Regions from separate parts of the Sus scrofa genome. Here region 1 is linked to region 2. Evidence: chromatin contacts called from public HiChIP or PLAC-seq data. All regions are on one chromosome and are shown on one strand. The core of a region is the stretch at or near the end of the contact, and the rest is flanking DNA. Distances in the headings are between cores, read along the strand shown. Region 1 overlaps LIPC (lipase, hepatic). Region 2 overlaps LIPC (lipase, hepatic).

Evidence for each region. HiChIP or PLAC-seq counts read pairs in DNA pulled down with a chosen protein or histone mark.
Region 1: an H3K27ac HiChIP or PLAC-seq map of alveolar macrophages shows a contact between it and region 2. The contact joins two enhancer-like sites. A contact is called at or near these places in 5 of 47 Hi-C or Micro-C datasets (blood, heart right ventricle, psoas muscle and 2 more) and 2 of 2 datasets of contacts at active chromatin or transcription factors (alveolar macrophages and skeletal muscle).

The regions. Positions count from the first base shown.
Region 1 is chr1:113,554,801-113,560,141 of Sscrofa11.1, forward strand. All of the region lies in intron 1 of LIPC (lipase, hepatic), which reads right to left. All of the region lies in intron 3 of LOC102158936 (a long non-coding RNA gene), which reads left to right. Among named protein-coding and RNA genes, the nearest start is that of LIPC, 26 kb to the right of the region's middle. Within about 2 kb of position 2,496, at least 27 of the 83 cell types and tissues checked have an H3K27ac peak or open chromatin away from gene starts, as enhancers often do. A contact at or near this core is called in alveolar macrophages, retroperitoneal adipose tissue and skeletal muscle, where this site is marked.
Region 2 is chr1:113,451,291-113,456,442 of Sscrofa11.1, forward strand. LIPC (lipase, hepatic) reads right to left here. Exons shown (of 9, transcript NM_001143714.1): 5 at 4,919-5,152; 6 at 1,720-1,965. All of the region lies in intron 1 of LOC102158936 (a long non-coding RNA gene), which reads left to right. Among named protein-coding and RNA genes, the nearest start is that of LIPC, 130 kb to the right of the region's middle. Within about 2 kb of position 1,556, at least 38 of the 83 cell types and tissues checked have an H3K27ac peak or open chromatin away from gene starts, as enhancers often do. A contact at or near this core is called in alveolar macrophages, retroperitoneal adipose tissue and skeletal muscle, where this site is marked.

The DNA.
Region 1 (5,341 bases), core at 1,246-3,745, 100 kb after region 2:
TGATCTTGTTTAGTGGAATAGGTTGGAGCCAGAAGGACCCCTCTCCTGGATCCAGATCTTCATTCATTTATTCAATCAATTATGTTAAATCATTCATCAATATTTATCTAGGACCCACTGTATACCATGCACTGTGCACAGACCACACTAAGACCCAGCCTCTTTCTGCTTTCAAGTGCTCACACTCTTACAGGGAAGGTACAAATATTAACAAACAGACAAAAAAATATTTAACAAATGGAGGGTGATACATGCAAGAAACAGGTGAAAAGACGATAGAAGCAGAGAGGAGGATGGGCTTAAATCTGGGGCAGAGGGATGACATGGGCCTGCTGCTTGGGTGAGGTGTGGATGTCAGATGGGTAGGAGAGGTGACAGGTGGGCATAACATGTTCGGTTCAGGCCTGGGCCGCGGGGAAAGCCATGGGAGGTGGGTGTGGACAGGTAGACAGAGCAGAGTGTGAAAGTTTAAAGAGAAGCTGGAATCTGGAATTTGAAGGGCAGAGGCCCCCCTGAGAGGGGCTCCCTTTCTTTCAGCATAGAGGGAGTAGATGGTGCTGCATGGCAGTTGAGAACACAGGCTCTGCACTGAGATGGCCTGAGTTCAAATCCTAGCTCTGCCATCAGATGGTCATCTCTGTGGCCTGGGCCAAGGCACTTTGCCTCATTGTCCGTGATACGACAGCAAGGCTGTTGTGGAGACTGACAGCGGAGCACTTGGTGGGATGACTAGCAGAGCGGTCTGTAAATGTTAGCTTTTATTATTGTTACGATTCTAGTCAATCCCCAAATGCTCTGAGCTCTGCCTCAGACTGTTTCCTGCATCTGGCTTTGACCTCTGTTTTGCAGCAGTGACCACCTCATCCTCTACACCTGAGCATAGCCCCCCTCGCCTCTCACCTGGATTTCTGCACATTTATGAAGCTGCCTGTGGTGTTGCTTTCTTCCCCTGCACCCAGCCCTTGCACTGGCCCCCAAACACAGCCCACTTAAGTGTCACATTGCCATCACTTCTTCATTCAAGAGGCTTGACACTCCCTGTTTCAGAGAAGTGACCATTTGGCCCATTGTCCCTTTACAAATGAGACAACCAAGGCCCCCGGCGCTAAATGAGTAGATCACTCTCCAAGCCATTTGGCATGTGGTCCTCCTATTCTTGCTCCTGACTCCTTCCCTCTAACAGGTGGTCCTGTCTCCCCCAACTTCCTAGTCTGGTGCTCTGTTATTTCTCAGCTCCAGAGCATCTCCAAACTCTTCTCGGAGGCAGAGAGGTAGGGTAGAAAATGGACCTGCAAGAGCCATACTGTCAGTCACCTTGAATTTGCAGTCCTGCCCTGCCCCTCACCTGCTGAGTGATCTTGAACCAGTAAGGTAATGGCCCTGAGCCTGAGCTTCCCAATCACTGAGAGAGATGTTCTAAGAGCCCCCTGCAGGGTGGTTGATGGGATTATAACCTCAGCAGAGGGCTCCCTAGTGTGTCCAGCAGGGAGCCTGGGGCTCTGGAATGGGGAAGCCCCTTCTGTCTGGTCAGGCAGGTCCTTCTGGCCCCATGGGGACTATTAGCACACACTTCCTGCCCCCACCCTGACCCTTCCTTCCCTTTGCATTTCACCCTCAGTCACCCCAGAGCTCACCACTCCCTTCTCTATGAGCCATCCTCTTCCTTCTGAATTCCCCACAGCCCTGACCTCATTGTTTCACATACAGAGTTAGAACTCCAGAGAGAGGCTGAAATCTTGTTTTAGAACTGTGTTGTCAGTGTCCTTGTGATGATCATTCTACAACTATAAATGTAATAAATTCATTGAGTAATTTAAAAAAAAAAAAAAAAAAGAAGATAGGCTGTCTGTAAGCCAAGGCCCAGGAGCTGAGTGGTTTTGGGTATTTTATTTTATTTATCATATATACACACATATATATACACATATATATTTGCTTTATATATTTTTGCTATATATATTATATATGTTTGCTTTTTAGGGCTGCACCTGTGGCATGTGGATGTTCCTAGGCTAGGGTTCGAATAGGAGCTATAGCTGCCAGCCTACACCACAAACACGGCAACGTGGGATCTGAGCCTCATCTGCAACCTTCACCACAGCTCACGGCAACACTGGATCCTTAACCTACTGAGAGAGGCCAGGGTTCCAACATGCGTCCTCATGGATACTAGTCGGGTTCGTTACCACTGAGCCACAATGGGAACTCCCTTGGGTATTTTAAGATTCTGTTGAGAGGTGCTCACTAAGAGTCAAAAAGACTTTCCAGAGTAGACCCCAAGGGGCTGTACTCAGATATCCAAAGGTGAGCTTGGAAGCAGATAGCTAGGACCTGCTCAGCCCTACAGGGAAGACCTCAGGATGAACCACTTTTCAGGAAAAAGGCAGAGGCCAGTTCCTGTCAGGTGTGATCCGGCTGACTGTTAACTGTTGTTCTGATTTAGAGGAACCCGGGAGCCCCGCCTTCATGGTAAGGAGGAAGCGTGCTGTTTGCACAGGGCCCATGACGCCCTATGATAACTTTGCCCCTCCCCAGAGGGTACATGGAACTGGAATCTGTTCCAGTACAGGCGTCCTTGGGAACAGGGTGTGGGTGATCCAGTTCCTTCCGGTGATGGCTGCAGATACAGCCAGAACTCGGTGCACAGAACCTAGGGTGGTTTTCTCCCTCAGTCCAATTTGGGGGGAATGTTTATTTGTTTTCTCATGAATGTAAAAATCTATTTATCTGACTTGAGAGGATATGAAACACCTGCTTGCTGGTGGAATGTCATCTTGTTTATTTTTTTCATTTATAGGAGTGGGTGGGACTTCCTCCAAAAACTGTTTATTTCCTGAAAACATGGACCCAGCCTGGGACTTACGTCCTTTTAGCTTTCATTTGGTTGATGTATGCATGTATTTATTGTTAAATCTCTGAAAGAGGCCCACAAAAGGAAAGAAAAGCAATGATGGCCGTTCTCCGAAAGATTTGAAAAGATGGCCTCACTCAGACTTAACAAAGGACTAAAATATAACTTTGCTAGCAAATATTTGCCCCATCCATGGGCTTTATCCAAAGCAGGGTCTCTAAGAAGACACTTTCAATGCCACTTTCTGCCTGTCGGCAAAGGTCAAAGATTGGCCACTGGATTTTGACAGGACTTTCCCGCTGTCTTCTAGTCATAAGAGAGGCCTGCCCTTCCCTCAGCTACAGATGCTCCTGATCAGAAAAAGCATATACTTATATATTCCTTGTGCTCCAGTAGCATATAATTTAAGATGAACAACATGGCACGTACACAGAGAGATTTGTAGAAAATCCCCAAAGAGCCAGCATTAGTGGCAGGATGAAGACGTGGGCTTTGGTCCAGGAGGGAGAGGAAAAGGAATTGTGTGAGTCACAGAGGCTGCTAGATATTTAAGTACAAGATCAAAATCCCCACCTTGTATGCAGTTCGGTCGAGTTTATGTAGAGAAAATGACCAAACTGGAGTTTTAGTCCTTTTGAGGGCCAAATACAATGACCTGGCTGGTTTGGCAAGTAAAGATAACAACAGTGAAGGTGACTGATCACAAAATAACACAGCATTAGTTAAAGAAAGTCTTTATGGAGAAGACAGCTTTGGCAGTGTCATTCATCACAGTAGGGAGGGAGTGGTCCAGTCCGCTGAGGGAGCTAATCCAGGTGTGTGGGGTAGAGAGAAATCAAGTGGTATATTATTAACTTGGTGCCTTGTAGGTGTTCCGGCTTTGCATGGGTAAACTCAAGGAAGGATCAGAATCTGCTATGCTCTGCAGCCCAGGGCTGTTCAGCCCACCTGGTGGTGAGCCCCTGGGCTGCTCATCTGATAGGATTCAGATGCTGAGAAAGGAGGCACCAGGCCCAGGTGTCATCTCTGCTGGAGACCAGTTTCCACCTAGCTTTGTGCCCTTGCATATGCCACTCGAAGGCCTTAGTTTCCATTTCCTTATTTGTAAAATAAATGAGTTGGACTGAATGTTCTCCAGGATCCACTCTAATTTTCCAATTCTGTGAATCAGCTGTACTTTTGAAAATGTATACTTCTTACAGTTGGGAAAACTGCAATGGTAAAGTCCTAAAAAGACAGAGGATCTCTTAGGGTTTTTTCGGCTTCTTTTTGTTGTTTCCAATTTGTTCTGCTTCTGTGAGTTTGGAGGGGAAAACTTTGCAAACTAGTACTTGGGGGAGAAAAGAGAAAGAAGACATCTGCTTAAGGCGAAGGGGTAGGGGCAGGTCCCCTGCATAGATAGCACTACTTCAGGCCCTTAGGGGGTTGGGGGTGGGGGCACCGGGAGGCAGCCCAGATGTTCCTACAGTCCTCCCAGGAGAGGGGGCTCAGCCCTAGGCTGCATTACAGTACACCCTCTCTCAACACTGCCCTCTGGGGGCCTCCGGGCTGCATCAGGCCAGATGTGTCCTCTCTCACTACCGCTTCCGGTTTATCTCAGTTCTCAGGGCTGTCTGCTTTTTGCCCTTCATACCCAGAAAACCTTATTTTTTTTTCATGATTATCAAAGTGCCACACACCACTTCAGAATAATAGGAAGGTACCGGAAAATGTTCAGAAGCATGAAAACAAAATCAGCTATAATCCTGTCACCCAGAGCTCTTTGCATTTCAGAGGATTTTCTTCTAATGTATTTTTCTCCCTCTTAACACAAGCGCACACATTTTGTAGCCTGTTTTTTTGTTTGGTTTTGTTTTGTTTTTTTCTACTCAACCACATGGTGTGTTTCTGTGTCATTAAATATACCTGGGCCCACTTTGTCTCCCACTGCTTCCCAGGGCTGACCCTCTGCTCTTGGTGGTCCTGACCAAGTCAGGGCACTCCAGCCTTCACCCTTTCACCCATGCTGTTTACCTGCCTGAAGTGCAGCTACTCTCCATTCATTTTCAGTCCCATGGTTCTTTAGGGTGCATGTCCTCCATGAAGCCTTCCAGGACACCCTGGAGGGCTCTCCTGATTGTCCCTCCATCCTTGATACCTTCCCCAGGCTCTGGACTCTGCCTCTGGTCCTTTACGTGGGCGACTCTGGACAGTTAAGTCCCTCTTTATGTTGATGTGCCTCAGGCACTGGTGTGATGGGAAATATCTAATCATATGTATATATATGATTTATCATACATTTTATTAATGTCAAGGATACATATTATGCAATTTAAAAATAATATAAAACATCCAATACCCTTTATTGTAAACTCTGTGTAGATAATTGATTGTCACAGAATGGTCTTGCTGATTTTCGATGAACTTTTGTATCGCTAGCCAACCCATGGTTGCAAATGATGAATATGGATAGTTCTAATATGAATGTTAATTGATATTTTCATTTACATG
Region 2 (5,152 bases), core at 306-2,805:
CACACACACACACACACACACACACACACACACACACACGACGACCCCCCCCCCCGCCCCGACACACACCCTCCTCCCTCCCTTGCCTCCACAGTCAGACCAGGGGTGGCTCACTGAGGTAAAAAAAAATCACTTGACTTCTGATTTGGAGGCCTGAGTCTAAATGCTGGCTCTGGCAGGAATTCCCTTGGTATCCTGGGCAAATGATTTTCTCTCATCTGTGCCTTGGTTTCCATGTCTGGGACATGATGGAGTTGAACCGTTTCTCCAAACAATAACATTCCAGGATTAAAGTCTATCCAGTGAAATCTGATTATGCAAGAAACTTAATCACTCCAGGTGGTTCCACCATTTAAAAGAGGAGCTGGTTAACCCAAATGAGTGTCTAATTGGCAGCCTGTGGCGGGGGAGCTCCCCAAAGCGAAGCGGGGAGGCCTTCCAAATTCCTTCACCTGCTCCAAGGCCTCAGGCTCCTCCACCCACTCAAGGACAGACAGCTGAGGGCACCCTCTGCCCCTCAGGCAAGAAAGATTCTGCCCTCATTCCAAGGGCTCTCAGAAGCTATCAGCTGCTCAAGCCAACTTCTGTCATTCCTGGGACTCATGGAGGGGAAATGTGGCTGGAGAGCAGTAAGTTCAGATAAACAGAGGAACCTAACATACAAGCCACCTGGGAGCTTGAACTTGGGAGTGCAGTCATGGAAGAAACGCTGGCCTGGCAGTCAGAGGGCAGCTGGGTCCTAGGCCATGTGGCCAGGTCACTGAACCCCAGCTTGGTTTTCCTCTTCTTTACCCTGGGACTGTAACCAACTCTGCCAGCCTGGCTTGGCTGTGGTGGGCACCATGAGGCCCAGGCTGCATCTAATGTTTGGTGTAAAATGCTGCACAAATGCAAAGCAGTGCTGACTGTGTTCATGTCTGTAGCTGCAAATACCTGCACAGTAATAATCACACAGCGCTGTGCTCCTCCCCCAGCTTCGAGTATGTGCTGTTGAAACTAGAAGATGCTAAATCACTCTCGAGCTGTTTTAAGGATTAGGCAGAAATGTTAATGGCAACAGATGTTGGCTTGTTCCCTGTAGGAGGATTTAGGCTGAGGGGAAGTAGTACTGCTGGCTTCAGCCCAAATCATGGCCAAGCCCTTTCTCTGACCTACTGTTCAACCCGGAGAGCAGAATGGGTGTGGTTTCTGCCCCGAGGTTGAGAAGCGGAACTTCATCTAGGGCTGGCCTGAATAGGACAATGATCTCTCGCAAGAAGAGCTGATTCAAACTTGAGGGGAAATGAGGAACCTCAAATGCAGCCTGCAGCCCAAGTTTCTCCTGGCAGCCCCGGCAGAGATGAAAGCGCTGGGTTCTCGTGGGTTTGCAGACACCCCCAGGGCCCTGTACAGTGAGTGAGACCTGGTTGGTCAAGGTAGTTGCTCAAGGCCTTCTGGATCTAACATTCTGGGACACCATGGAAATGGATGAAGACAAGCCAACCCCAGGATTGTCCCAGAAAGTATCACGCTTCCTCCTTCCGCACTTGGCAGCGAGGTGGCCACATTCTTGGAGAGTGAGAGAGTGGCTGTGTTGACAGCACAGTCTAGAATCGGTGCAGTGTCCAAAACACTCAAAGAGCAGAGCCTGAAGTCGCTCCAGGAAAAGACTTCAGGGAGCTCTGGCACCTTCGGACAGATGGCTACACCCTGGCCTTCTGAAGGCTCTCCCGCACTCACCTTTGAACGGGGGCTGGGCTCGAGTCATCAGGAAGAGGCTCTTGCTCTTCTTGCTCTGCTGCTCCTGGTGGGTGTAGTAACCCAGCGTGGTGCAGCGGCCCTTCTTGCAGCTCAGGCACAGGCCCTGGCTGAAGCTGTCCATGTCCTTGCACAGGTAGGCCGTGCTCTGCATGCCGGGGTGCAGCACGGAGTCGATGAACAGGTGCACTGACCGCTCGTGGGCACATTTGATGGTCCGGGTGATGGCTGGAACACAGGACAGGAGGGACATTATTGCCCCTTGGCCCGGAGGGTTGCCTCATTTCTTAGGGCAGAGAAATAGCACATTGAGAAGGAGGAGATTGCAGAGGTCAAGCCTCTGATGACAGTGGATGTGACAACTGAAAGCTCCACAAAGAGTAAACCCGTGGAAGCCACAGGGTAGAGGCATAATCCCAGGCTCTGAGGGGCTGCTGTATGTTACAGTAGGTGTTTTAATAGGAGCCCCAAGTCACTAAGAATATAATGAATTCTTTGAGCAAGTGGGATAGTGTAATTCATTTCAGAAATATTTTAGTCTCATATGGTTAAAAATGCACAAGTGCAGAGTTTCCACTGTGGCTTAGCTGGTTAAGAACCTGACATAGTGTCTTGGAGGAGGTGGATTCAATCTCTGGCCTTGCTCAGTGAGTTAAGGATCTGGTGTTGCCACAAGCTGTGGTGTAGGTTGCAGCTCAGATCTTGTGTTGCTGTGGCTGTGGTGTAGGCCTACAGCTGCAGCTCCGATTCAACCCCAAGCCTGGGAACAGCTATATGCTGCAGGTGCGGCTGTTAAAAGAAAAAAAGTACACAAGTGCGGATGCTTTAGGGGCCAGTTATCAGAACAGGCTTGTATGGAATGCCTCTGAATGAAGTTGGGTAAACCAATGCTCAGGCACGCTTGGGACGTGGCTAATGGTCTGATGAGAGCCGAGGCCTCCCCTGCCACGTCCCAAGGGAGCCAGTGCATGCCTGAGGTAAGTGGCCTGTGACACTAGCAGGGGGATTGGCTTGTAGAAGGACATGCCCCAATGATAAGGTCTGAATGGGCCTAACTCCAAACAGCAAGTTGAGGAGGTTTATCAACCAAAGCTTTTGACCTTTGGGGTGGGGTTTGTTTTGGGGTCTCTAAATCTTAATTTGATCTTAAGCGAAGTATGCTCTAGGAATGTTAGGAACCACCATGAGACAGGGCAAGTACCTCATGTGAAGGTGGAGTACAGGGAGCTTTGCCAGAAGCTGATTTCCCCAGGATTACTCATCTCAGTTCTTGGTGACTAGTGGCTATATTTGCTGAGTCTCCACCATGGGGCAGGCACTGCACCAACTGCCTGTCTGGATCTTTAAATCCTTGAGACAGCCATTACAAGTGAGAAAACTGAGCTTCAGGGACATTCACTAACTGACTCAAGCTCACCTAACCAGGTGGTGTTGAGGATGGTAAAGCAGTTATCTAGTGACTGAGGTAACAAACATAAGAGTGAAGAAAACTGAAAAACCACACCGCGCCCAGGGCGCGCTATGTCAACATACATGCTTTCATCAATCTGCAGTCTATCGCAAAAGAGAAAATGGCTATAGTTGGTTGGAGGTGCATTTGCCAGGCAAGGAGTTAATGAACACTGTCCTAGGGGTGTGTCAAGCTTAGGGAGGGTGCAGATCTGGGAAGAGGGCAGGAAGGTCATGGGGAACTGCTGGTGATGGGAGGGGTAGTGACTGGAGGAAGATGTCCTGATAAGAGGAAGTTCCTCAAAAGTTCTCTCAGGCGAGGGTGGGTGGAAGGCTGGGAGTCTGGCCAAAATGAGATAATGTTGGAGTGTGAAGGTCATTCTGATAGCTGAGCCCTGAAGGCAGTGGTATCATCACTAGAGGGTGTGTTCTCAGCTCAGTTTTAGATGACTGGGATGAGAAGGGAGGGTGAGGGGTGGGGGTTCTTCAGTTGGCTTAGAGTGGGTGAGTTGGCCTTTCTTTCTTTCTCTCTCTCTCTCTGTCTTTCTTTCTTTCTTTCTTTTTTTTTTTTTTGGGCTGTACCCATGGCATATGGAAGTTCTCAGGCTAGGGATCAAATTGGAGCTGCAGCTGCCAGCCTACTCATAGCCACAGCAATGCCAGATCCAAGCCACATCTGTGACCTATATTGCAGCTCATGGCACTGCTGGATTAACCCCCTGAGCGGGGACAGGGATTGAACCTGCACCCTCATGGATACTAGTCTGGTTCGTTACTGTTGAGCCATAACAGGAATGCTGGCATTCCTTAATCAGGGTGATATTTTATAATAATGAGACATTTGGAATGCCTATGAAAGGTATGGTTTCTGCTGACACTTTTGTTCTTTAATCCTGCACCTGTTATCAATGTGCACATTAATGTTGTGGTTTTAGGGTTTGAGAGAGAAGTGGGATCACAACACAGATAATGCCACATTCAGTTTCTGCCCTGAGATGAAGGAAGTCACAAGGACCTATTTAGAGCTGGACTTTGCCCTGTAGGGTTAGCGGGAGCAGCCTTAGACCAGGGATCAAGAAACCATGATCTAGGAGTTCCTGTTTGTGGCTCAGCTGGCTGAGAACCTGACACAGTGTCTGTGAGGATGAGGGTTCAATCCCTGGCCTCACTCAGTGGGTTAAAAGATCCAGCATTGCCGCAAGCTGCAGTGTAGGACACATATGCAGTTTGGATCCTATGTTGCTGTCTGTGCCTGTGGTGTAGGCTGGCAGCTGCAGCTCCAATTCAACCCCTAGCCTGGGAACTTCCATATGCTGCAAAAAGAGGCGGGGGGGAACCTTGAGCTATTAAGTGGATCATTATGGGGCCCAGAATAGAGGAAGCCCCCTGAATGAGGAAGCATCAGAGAAAGCTTTCAGAAGGGGTAGTACCAGGGAGAGACTTTGCTGGGCACACTGGGTGGGTGAAAAGTGGGGACTCCAGTGGTGTCTCTCTCACCCTCAGTGCTTGGGCTTCAGGGACCACTGCTGCAGAGGAGGGGCCTGCCTGGGCAAAGGCAGCCCTTACCCACGCGCACAGGCCCTGTCTCTGAGTGGACTTAGAGATCGTTCACCCTGGTCCCCGTCCTTGCCAAACTCTTCCCAGAATCCCCCAGATTAGCTCCTCCTGGGTCCTGAGGCTCCATGCAAGTGTGGGGAGGTAAACCAGCCTAGGCCAGGGTCTTCTTTCTCACCATTCAAGCCGTGCGTTGCAATGTGTTTGTAGAGCTCTAGCAAGTGACAGCCAGGCTGGAAGGAGCCCCCATTGGGGTAGAAGTCATAGTGCGCTATGGGCCTTTTGATGCCCACGCTCAGGCCCATGTGCTCCCGGGTAAAGGTGTGAATGGCGTCCACAAAATTGGCGTCATCCGGTGAAAGACGGTCTCTGGGAGAAGCTCTTTCAAACAAAGGTCCCGCTGCATCCAGCC